Linked DNA regions of Mus musculus: region 2 is linked to region 1. Evidence: chromatin contacts called from public Hi-C data. All regions are on one chromosome and are shown on one strand. Each heading gives the region's core, a stretch centred on a gene start, on an enhancer-like site or on the middle of the called end of the contact. The rest is flanking DNA. Distances are from core to core; before and after follow the strand shown. Region 1 overlaps Bmx (BMX non-receptor tyrosine kinase). Region 2 holds the start of Pir (pirin).

The links. Hi-C and Micro-C count contacts between places; a contact is called where the count stands out from the background.
Region 2: a Hi-C map of liver shows a contact between it and region 1, with 5 times the contacts expected there. The contact joins the promoter of Pir here to the enhancer-like site in region 1. A contact is called at or near these places in 2 of 39 promoter capture datasets (liver and macrophages), 11 of 484 Hi-C or Micro-C datasets (ECoMG-derived neutrophils, differentiating embryonic stem cells, embryonic stem cells and 4 more), 3 of 115 datasets of contacts at active chromatin or transcription factors (embryonic fibroblasts and embryonic stem cells) and 3 of 9 other capture datasets (adipose tissue, liver and pancreatic islet).

The regions. Positions count from the first base shown.
Region 1 is chrX:164,230,421-164,235,952 of GRCm38.p6, forward strand. It overlaps Bmx (BMX non-receptor tyrosine kinase), which reads right to left. Exons shown (of 19, transcript NM_009759.4): 7 at 4,482-4,657; 8 at 1,775-1,846; 9 at 782-835. Among named protein-coding and RNA genes, the nearest start is that of Bmx, 25 kb to the right of the region's middle. Within about 2 kb of position 3,146, at least 9 of the 459 cell types and tissues checked have an H3K27ac peak or open chromatin away from gene starts, as enhancers often do. A contact at or near this core is called in liver, where this site is marked.
Region 2 is chrX:164,265,211-164,270,897 of GRCm38.p6, forward strand. Pir (pirin) reads left to right here and starts at 4,221. Exons shown (of 10, transcript NM_027153.3): 1 at 4,221-4,467.

The DNA.
Region 1 (5,532 bases), core at 1,896-4,395:
AGAAGAGAACTAGAGCATATGGAATCCTAGTGTCCATATGAATCCTAAAACTCTCTGAAGTCCTCTAAACGCTGAGTGACTTCAAAATACAGTATGATACACTGTTTTAATTTTTCTTTATCACAAATCTTTAATAAAGTCAATATTTATAGAATAACAGAAATCCCTGAATTTTGGAAAGATCCTTAAAGAGGCCTTGCTTAACCTTTGGCCTACCCAAGGATATAGTTTCAGTGACCACTTATTCTTATTTTCCCAGGACAGATGAATTTGTGCCAGATAACTATTGGAACTTATCTCTCTGTCAGGAATCTCAACTTTAATGTCAAATAATAAGGTCATCCTATGAATAAGACTCTATATACATAAATGCTGTTATGTTGAGTAGCTCAGTGCACTGCTGTGTGAAATTAGTGCATCATGACAAATGCTTTAGTAAGAGCTTCCAATGTTACCTTGATTAGAGGGATCCAGCAAAAAAACTAATGAGCAGAACCATTATATTATTTATCTATGAAATGAGAACGTTCAGCACATGATAAATCCAGTGAGTATATGCAGCAGATTTAGATGGTCCAGACTGGGGAAAAACATCCTCACTGATAATAACTAAGTTCATTACCACCTGCCATTTAGAAAAATGGCTCAGAGCCTCACATTAATTTACCCACGTAAGTGCAATCTTCTGAGAGTCTAACCATCTGTTTTAATACCTTTAAGGAATCAAATAAAAACATCTAATTCTAGTTTTAGAAAAACGTACAAGATTTTCAACACTCACTCATAAGCATGCAGATTTTCCTCTTCTTCTGATGAACTTGACTCAGGGAATCCCCTTAAGAAGAGTTGAGAAACAGCATGAATGCCAAACAAACAAGGAAAGCAAGAAACAATGCAACTGCCTAGTACAGCAAGAAACCATACAACCACTTAGTACAGAAATACCAAGTTATTGTATCCTCATAGACAAAATCTAGACTTCTAAGTTTCCCCTTTGCACTTGGGAAAGGTATCAGCAAAGTGAAAAATTGGTCATTCACAAGCTACATCTGTGGCCAGTGCAGGAAGAGAACACCGCTTCAACAGGAGAGGCTCCTGGGAATTCAATCGGGTTATTTAGACCCTTTCTGAAGAGTTAACCTTATGAAACACATGAAGATTCCTACGAAGATGGCTAGTGTAGAACGTTTAAAAATGTGCTGCTGGGCCTGGAGAGGTAGCTCGGTGGTTAAGAGCACTCCCTACTCTCACAGAGAGCTTCGGTTCAGTTCTTAGCACCCACATGGCAGTTCACAACTGGCTGTAATTCCAATTCCGAGAGATCCAGTGCCCTCTTCTGGCCTCTGTGGGCACTACACATATGTGGTACACAACATACATGCAGCCAAAACACTCATGCACATAAAAATAAAAAATATATAATATAATAATGTTTTTAAAATGTTGGTGATGTGGACAGAGCTATTCTTAGGGAATGATTTATTCTGGGTTGCTTTCTCACTTGTTAAAGTTGTCTGAGCCAGCATATCGCAGTACTTGAGTACTTCATGACTGAAGAGTTGATATAATCAGTGTGAGGAAAACCTTAACTAAGGAAACCTCAGTGAGGTCCACATATGTAATTCAGAGGCAAATTACATGGATATTTTTGGACTATATTTACCTTGCATGTAAAGCCTCATTGCAAACTTATTTCAAATGTGGTTAGTTTTTTATTTTTTTCTGCAAGCGGAAGTAAATTTTGAGTATAAAGTAGCGTCTCAATTGGATTTACCATGACATCTTTGAGGTGCTGTGAGAGGCGATATTTCTTTCCAGTTGGTTACTGCATGCAATGTCTTCCTCGCTGCCAGTAAAGGGATATGATTAGTGTGGTGAAAATGAAGGTTCTTAGAGAGCAGTCATACCTTCCACTGGCTCTTCTGCAAGGCTAGCAGATTAGAACGTCAGCGATTGCAGAGACGCTGGAATGGTGCATATCCAGAACCTAATTTTGTTTTATCTATCTCAGGCTATCTTTAGTTCTCTTGTCAGCCAGCCCTTGTCCATCTCTGTGTATGGCCAATCATCCCTGTGACTGACAGTAAAACCTGGAATGTATTAACTTAACAGACCTCTGGAAACATGAAATAAAAGGACAGCACTACTCGTAGAGTATGGAGATTTTTATTGTAGGTTCAAGGCAAAAAGCAGGCAGAGAGAAGAGTCCAGGGTGAACACGGCCAGCAGACTAAACCAGACCAAGAGAGGAGGGAAGGAGCGGGAGAGGATTAGGCCGACCAACCGAAGCAGCCCAGGCCAAAGTGTAGCCTGCCTTACATAGGAGGTAGAGAAGCTAGGCGAAGGGAAGCCTTAAGTTTCTCCCAGCGAGGGAGGCATTTAGGGTAGAGGTTGGGGTGGGGAATGCTGGGAGGGCCACAGGTATTGTATGGACACTGGGAGAGTTAGCCAGCGCCTGCTTTGGTATGTTAACAGGCACCTGGCTTAGCCACTTGTTGCTGGTTTTGTGAGACTTCGCAACCATTAGCTTCTACAAACCCCAAAGTTAAATTGTCATCTGGTAACATCTGAGGCCTATAACACAGGCGCTCCCTCCCTCTTTGCTATAAACCACCTCCACCACTAGGTTTTTACCCATTGAAAATGGTTTTGCTTCATGGCTTTTTTTATTGTTCTGTTTCTATGAGAAGTTCATAAAATTGCTATCTCATTAGAACATGGAATTTGAGGTGAGCTCAATTTGTGATCCTGGGCCATGGGCACTCATATCTGGCTCTAAACTCTTTCTTGTCCCCTTTGAGGTGACAGCTGGGTGGTTTTGTTGTTGTTGACGGTACATTTAAAAGTGTATGATGATTGAATGTTAATTGACAAAGCGATTTGCTTCAGCTAGGTCTTAACTTCAGCAGCAGGAGCCCTGGATCAGGAAACGGCCTGACTACCTTTGCTCTGCTCTCTTGTGGATGTGCACCACTCTGTCCTTTACATATTTGTTATGTATATTTTTCTCCTCTCTGTTGGTGTGATTAGAGCTAAAAATCTTGTACTTGCAACTCCTCCGGACACAGATGAAGCAGCAAGATTAGCGTAGACCTTTGCGGCTCATAGGCTCAGCTTTTAAGAGCACGAGGAATTGCTTACCTCCTCCTCAAGTCCAAAGGTTTCTTTGTCTGGAATTTAGACACCATTTCCTGTTTGCCTTCACAGGGGCAGGCTGCTTTGGCAAGGAAACGATCCTCTGGCTTTGTTTTAAGATATGCCAAGAGAATTCTAAATGCCCTCGTTTCTAAAATGCCTCCTCTCCACCTTCTTTACCAGTCTACCCGACCCCCAGAAGAGACGTTTGCCTTCCTCCTATGTCAGAAAATCTCATTGAAAAAGGCAAAGCAATTTATTTAGCCTTGTGTTTTGTTTTTACATTCAGTTTGTGTGTGTGTGTGAGAGAGGGGGGGGGAGGGAGAGAGAGAGAGAGAGGGAGAGACTTGCAATAGCTTGAAGTAGCAAGTTCACTCCTTCAATCATGAGAAATGTGGGACTGAACTCAGAGCCTCAGAGGTGACATGCCCTGAACTGGATACTCAGGCAGACAGCCATCTTGCCAGCCTAGATCTATACGGGAACGGGGCAAAAGACAATTAAATGTAGCCTTGCCTCCGCAGTTGGGTATAGACAATGCACTCGGAAACTAGTTGTACCCTAGAGCGGAAAACCACAATTTATTATTTTTAAAGACATTTAAATCCAATGGTATATACTTACGTTCTTTCAGGTTCCACATGACTCTGTATACAGTAAGGCATTTGCTTTAAGTAAAAATAGTGAGGGTAAGAAGAGTCAAGGAGTAGGAGATAAACTATGCGTCAGAGATAGGCTCTGCATTTAGTCTATGTAGAGACAGACACCAGCAGCCCTTGGCAAGGAAGTTGACATCTCTGAGAATGACAGAGTGGACAGTATGGTGGGGCTGAAGTCTAAGGCAGCAAAAAAGGAAGGGATAACACTTGACCAGTTGCTAGTCAGTTAAACACTTATTGAGCACCAAGACCCCAAAGACAGACTCACTTTCAATATACTTTCAATTCTGAGTTTGGATAGCATCATTGGCTGAAAACCTGAAAGGACTAAGTAAGCCTACCGTAAACTCACCCTTTTATATAAGGGAGACCTCTTATAGATTCTATGCTTAGGATTAGGCAGTTATTTGGAGGAATTGGGAGCAAGAAGGGGAGGGACTAAAATGCTAAAGCGATCATGAGGAATGTTAGATAGGATCATTGAAATATATACTCTCAGCTCCAGAGGGGCCACTGGGCTTCCCTACTCTTTTAGTTCAAGTACTCAATGTTTCTGGAAATGACCACCCTAGTTCAGCTAAGGCCTGCACTACCAGCTTTGAGGCTGTAGTCTGAGGCTACGGGACAATAGACATTCTATACTCTATATTCATATTCTGGGGAGCCGGCTTAAATGCTTAGCTTTACCTTTTCAGTTTTCTTACTTGCCACCAGTCAGGGCAGTCTTCCCTTGGAATATAGCGTATGTTGCTGGTTGGCTGGGAACCACAACTTTTCTTTGAATAGCTGTCATATTGGGGTAGAATGGCACCTGAAGATGATGCATCCATTTTGAGAACGGGAACTGCCCTTGGAATCTTCAGCTTTGCAGAACAAGAGATTTTATCATATTACAAAAGAGATACAGACCCATGAATAAAATATATGCCGGTTCCTACACAAAAGAGGGAAGATGGAAGAAAGGAAAAGAGGGAGGCATAGAGACAATATTAAGCATCAACAAGGATGTAGAACCACCGTTCACTCATGCTTTTGTTAGCTGGGAACTCATTTGCAGAATGTTGTAAGGCTGGGTGTCTCTAACCTATAGGGCAGCAATTATATATTATATCCAGTAGCAAAAATCCAACGATGTGTAAAAAAAAAATGGTCATAGTAGAATAATTAGAATTGGATAAAATGGAAACTGCCAAAACACTCATCAAGATGATACAACAGAAAATATATTGTTGATACAGTAGGCTGAAAAATGGCTTCCCTAGATGTCTATGTCCTAATTTGCAGAATCTGAGAATGTTTTTCATGGTGAAAGAGATTCTGCTGACTATGACTAAATTTAGGTGTTTTCGATGGAGGGATTATTCTGAGAGATAGAGATGAACCTGATATAATCAAATGTGCAAGGGATTAGGTAGAACATGTGACTATGTGAGTAGGGGCAGAGAGCAGAGAAGCTGCTGCCCTTCCAGTTCTGAAGATGAAGGACAGCATCTGGAACCACTGCAAATGTCAGCCTTCGGAGGCTAAGTAAGGCAGGCAAAGATTGCCCCTAAAGCTCCCAGAGGAAACATTAAGCTAGACTCATTTGTAAGCTTTTAAAATTCAGAACTATGAAGCAATAACTCAATAAATCATGTTGCTTTAAGTCATCAAATTTGTGGTAATTTGTTAGGACAACAATAAGAGAATAGTTCAGTAGTATAACCATATGATAGACTTCTATATGAAATGAGAATAA
Region 2 (5,687 bases), core at 2,971-5,470, 36 kb after region 1:
CTGGACCTTGTCAGTCAGCCTGAGGTAGAGGAAGTGGCCAAATAAGGAAATAGACCTTGGTGGTTAGCTTTACGAATGTAGTCTAACTTTTTTTCTTTTAGCAAGACAGAGGGGAATAGGAGAAGGGTAAGGCCTGCTAGAGCCTAGCTACACACACACACACACACACACACACACACACACACAGAGAGAGAGAGAGAGAGAGAGAGAGAGGAGTGGGGTGGATATGGACAAATATGTGTTGACAATATAGGATTCTTTAAAGATTATAGTAGTGGAATTTGGAGTCATTTAAGAAAGATTTTTTTCCCCATTTTTTATTAGGTATTTAGCTCATTTACATTTCCAATGCTATACCAAAAGTCCCCCATACCCACCCACCCCCACTCCCCTACCCACCCACTCCCCTTTTTTGGCCCTGGCGTTCCCCTGTACTGGGGCATATAAAGTTTGCGTGTCCAATGGGCCTCTCTTTCCAGTGATGGCCGCCTAGGCCATCTTTTGATACATATGCAGCTAGAGTCAAGAGCTCCGGGGTACTGGTTAGTTCATAATGTTGTTCCACCTATAGGGTTGCAGATCCCTTTAGCTTCTTGGGTATTTTCTCTAGCTCCTTCATTGGGGACCATGTGATCCATCCAATAGCCGACTGTGAGCATCCACTTCTATGTTTGCTAGGCCCAGGCATACTCTGACAAGAGACAGCTATATCAGGGTCCTTTCAGCATAATCTTGCTAGTGTATGCAATGGTGTCAGCGTTTGGAAGCTGATTATGGGATGGATCCCCGGATATGGCAGTCTCTACATGGTCCATCTTTTTATCTCAGCTCCAAACTTTGTCTCTGTACCGAAAGATTTTGTTCTTTTCCATGTCAGCATAAAGGTTTCTTTTGTGATACTCAGGATTCCAAAGGTGATTGATGGTCACATGTCCAGCTGATGGAAAAGGCTCTGAGTTCAAATGTACAGGGTACATTTCTCGCTCCTAACATGGACCCTTTCACGGTGGAGCAGTTTATGGCCTGTACTCCATTTGTAAAAAGTCTTCCCTCTCCCACCACTGTATTTCCATTTTAGACTTTTAGCTTTTCAGAAGTATTCTCTGTGTCTCTGTCTCTCCTCTCCTCTCTGCTGAAAGGCCTACAAGAGAATCCCCCTGCTCCGCCATAACTACACATGCCCTTGCTCTTGTCTTATACTTCAAGACCTGTCATCACCTTCTCTGAATGCAGAGGTGGAGCACATTTAGAATTCCAGAGAAATATCCAAAAAGGTGTTTGCTGAAATATCACTAAGAACATTGCCATTCTTTTTGAAGTTCTTTTATCATTAAATGCTATTTGTAACAGAGGAGCCTTTTCACCGGCACATCTGCACTTTGGAGGCATCTGCTATGGCCAGTGGGAGGATGTAACCATTATCATCTAGATCCCAGTGTAATGATGGTATGTTTCGATTAATGGCTGGTTGGTTGTCTTGGCAATCAATTAAATGGACATAGGTACTTTCTGCAAAGTTAGTCACTAACCTGGAATATTTTGAAGATCTACCTCTTTTCTCCTATGACATGAAAACTGTTATTCTGTTTCCTATTTTTAAAAATAAACTAAAAGCTTAAAGACACTGGACTTTGCTTAGAATTTTGTGGATCAGGAAGTTGGAAGGAACAGTGTTGGGTGTTCAGGTTGTATCCATGTGGCTTTGACTGGTACAGCTGGGGCTGATCCATTTTCAAGGTGGTTTGTGTTAAAGAGCAGCTGGTTTCCATGAAGCAGGGTGTGGCACCTGCCAGGTCATTTCAGAGATTCCCTCAGAAATGGCACATTGACTTGGTCATGGCAGCCACAAGCTCTACCTAGACCCAAGAGCAAAAGGAGTAACCAGCATATTTTAGTGGAGTGTCGGAGTCATATTTCAGAACGAACTTGTGAGGTAGAAGCTACTGTTCAGCCCATTGTAGGAAAAGGGGATCTTCCAAAAAATCAATAAACAATGGCCTTAGAAAACAATATATAGGTGATTTTCAGGTCAAATGTCCTCCTAGACTTGAGGAAACAATTAGCACAGGTTGTCCAGAGAGCATGACATAGAAAGCAAGAGCCAAAAAGTGAAGTGAAAGTGAAGTAAGGCAAGTTCTAGACAGGCACAGGAAATTAACAAGAGACAGGTGTGTATGTGTGTTCATCCCTCCGCACCGCCACACAAGTGGCTGGGGCTGAGAACGTTCAAAGACATCAAAGAACTTTCTCCCAAGCCAGTGAGAAGCCACTGAGGGCTCCAGGCATTTGCTTTCTATTTGCCTGCCACTTGAAAAATGGTTTGGCCAGTGCTGAATCTGAAGGCAGGAGGAGTGGGTGGTGATTGGGGAAGATGGATAGAGGCCTTCAAAATGGGAAGGTTTGGATGCGCTGAACTCTCTGAATCCACAGGCTTTTGTGTTGAAAGAGTGTGAAGGCAAAGCTTGCAGTCCAAGCCCCAGCACCTGGTTGAACGTTGGACTGGTTGAGGAAATACAAGACAGTTTATTTATATGGTCTGTAATGTGCCAGCCAGGGTGTTCATACTTCTGTTTTATGTGGAAACTATTTCAGAAATAATTACAGATGGGAAGTACCAATACCTTATTAGTCCACAGCAGTTTGAAGTTTGCATGCATAATCTGTTAGTCTTGAATTGCTGAAGGTAGGCAGAGTCAGTTTGAACCCCACTGATATGAAAAGCTCAGGGAAAAGAGTTAAAAAACAGAATTTATTGTGAATGCGTTTTAATATAGATTTGGGTATCGGCATTAAGGAAGACAGATAGCCATTTCAAGAAAAGACTATATACACCCAAGTGTGGCCATGAATTGAGGCAGGGAGGGGAGAGTGCAACTTTATGAATTTGCATGTCATCCTTGTACAAAGGCCATGATATTTTCCTCTCTACTGTTCCCATTTTTAGTGTGTTCTGCCCAATTGAGCACCAAGGAAAAGTCTTTGTTCTTCCACTTCCCCATTCTTCTACAGCAGAAATCTGTAGTCTGAAAGGTAAGAATGCCTTTTCACATCTTGAGGTTGAAGAGCTTGGGGATCTAGCTCAGTTGGTAGATTGCTTGCCTAGAATACACAAAGCCCCGGGTTCAGTCTCCAGCACCATGTAAAACTGGGCACGCTGGTGAATGCTTCACTGTAACCCTAACACTTGGGAACTGTGGGAAGGAAAGTCAGAAGTTCAAGGTTATCCTAGGCTCTCTAGGGAGGTAAGACCAGCCGGGGATATGGGGAACCATGCCCCCCAAAAACCAGCTGAAATATAAAGTCAAAAGAAGACTTTCATGACAGCTGAGAATTGTACGAATTCAAAACATAATCTTATGAATTCTAATTTCATTATCCAAAATCAAATTTTTATTAAAACACAGCCACCACACTCAGCAGGCGTTGTCTCTGGCTGTTTCTGGCTACAAAAGCAAATGGGAGCAGTCTCCACGGAAGACCCACAGAGCTGGAAAGTAAAAAGACATTTACTGTTTATTCCTTTTCAGTTTCCCAGGCTCGTAGTTTTGTTTTTGTTTTGTTTTTTTTAAAGAGGCATCACTTTCACTCTTTTTCCAAGAAAAGACAATGAACTTCCGGGTATCTAAAGAACATTGCGTATGGTAGCCTGTCTTCTGATTAAAAGTCCTAGGAAAACTAGATTGCTTCCTGGCTGTGGACAAACCCTCACCTCCTGAGGCTAACTCTCTAAGGCCTGCTCTTGAAGCCCAACAAAACTCAAGCCCTTCTATGATTCCCTATTAGAGTGTGCCTTCTCTTTCAGCAGGAACAGAGATTCTTTGGTTCTTACATCTGCTCTGCCTCTGCCCCATTCTCATTGGCAAACAGCAAGAAGCGTATTTATTTATGAGAGATAACTGTGTAGTACCTATGCGGAGACATGCTCATTTCATTCTCATTACAGCCTTACAGTCTTGGTCCTGTCAGCTTTACCACGCTCATTTCACTGGGGATAATGCATAGAGAGGCTGAGTCACTCCCCCAAACGGGACAAGTGGTTAGAAAACATTCTTGCTCATACGAAGCGTTGGGTGACAAGATGACTTGAGTGAGGACAGGTTTTCCAAGAGATTCTAAGGGGCTGCAGAGCACTTGAGTGTCCCATACATTCCTGGGAGGCGGGCAGCGCGCCCCCAAGAGGCCGGGGTGCGCATCACTCTTTGGACCGACTTTCAAAAGGCAGATCCAGAGAGCCATGGGGCGGAGTCAGAGAATCCAAACCCAGGGTAAATAAAGGGTGTGTCCCCCGGTCCAAGGCCCCTGAGACCTAGAGACTCCCGCCTTCTGGAGGCCCGCAACAAAGCGCTGAGTCACGCTGACTGACGGCTGGCGCTCCGCAAACCTGTCCTCCCTTTGCTGTGTCCCTGCCGCTGTGGAGTCTAGGCACCTCCGACTGTGGCCTCCCTCCTGGGCCTGCGCTACTGCCCAGTGAGTGGCCTGGGGAACTCAGCCCTCGTGAGAGTGGTGTGTGTATGTGTGTGTGTGTGTGTTGGGGGTGGGAGGAATGCTCCGACCAGTTTTCATGATGCTGTCTTTCCCAGCTCACTACTGGGGCTCGGAGGGGAGCTGAGGGAGGGAAATGCTTAAATAGCCACCACGATTTGAGATGATAGCTTGGTTTTTCTCTTGGCAACACACTGCAATTAGTTAACTGCTTTATCCTTGTTCCTGTGTATAGGGCCTAAATGTGGGAGTCTGGAAGAAGCCAGAAAAATTAGGTGGAGGCAAAACTACTTACTAGTCGCTTATGTGTGGATGATTACGGGGCTGGACTCAGAAGTTCATTTCTGTCTCCCACATTTCATGGCCCAATAGATGCATGTTGTTTGCCTGCTAGAGAGGATCCGTTTTAGGATCTGCCTTCACAAACTGAAGGGTGCTTCTATGTTGAGTCCCTATAAAGAACAGCAGCTCACTTTCTTACAGCCCTATTTACATCCTTTGAGGCAGACGCTTCTTAATCCCATTGTATAGATGGAAAAGCTGAGACACACAGCATCCCAAATGAAAGCAGCCTGGAATGTGGCAAAACTGAGATGTAAATCTGAGGTGTCCAGTTCCAGAATCTGCCTGTTATTAAAGTGCTTCTCTTAGTTTAAGGAATCTTTGAAGGATTGGTTAGAGTTCATATGGTGATCAGATCTGGGGCTTGGAATTACTTGTCTGCAAACACCTGAAGTTAGAAGTGTGTGTGTGTGTGTGTGTGGGGGGGGGTGATTGTATTTGTTGTGTGATATTTCCTTGGTTAGGACTTAGACTTCAATCAATAATGGAACACTTTTGAATAATAAATGTAGTATATGTGTTGTTCCTGAATCATCGGTTCCATTGCCTGGGGTACTTCATAAATGGTTTGTCTGTGCTTTAGAGGACTTTATTAAGAAGTTCAAAGATTTCTTGCCTAAAAAATTACCTGCACAAGATCTACATAAAATTAAGTCAGCCAGTAAGAATACCAACACAGATGGGAGAAGGTTCCACGAAGTACCACCCCTAACTGAGGAACTTGGGCAGTTGGAGGCTGCTGGGGTAGGAAGTGTCAGTTCTCTTTAAGGAACTGACCCCTATTAGGATGCCCATGCTTCAGTAGATGACCCAACACCCATTCGTATAAGAATGGGCATCACTTAGTCTCAGTAGGCTATGGA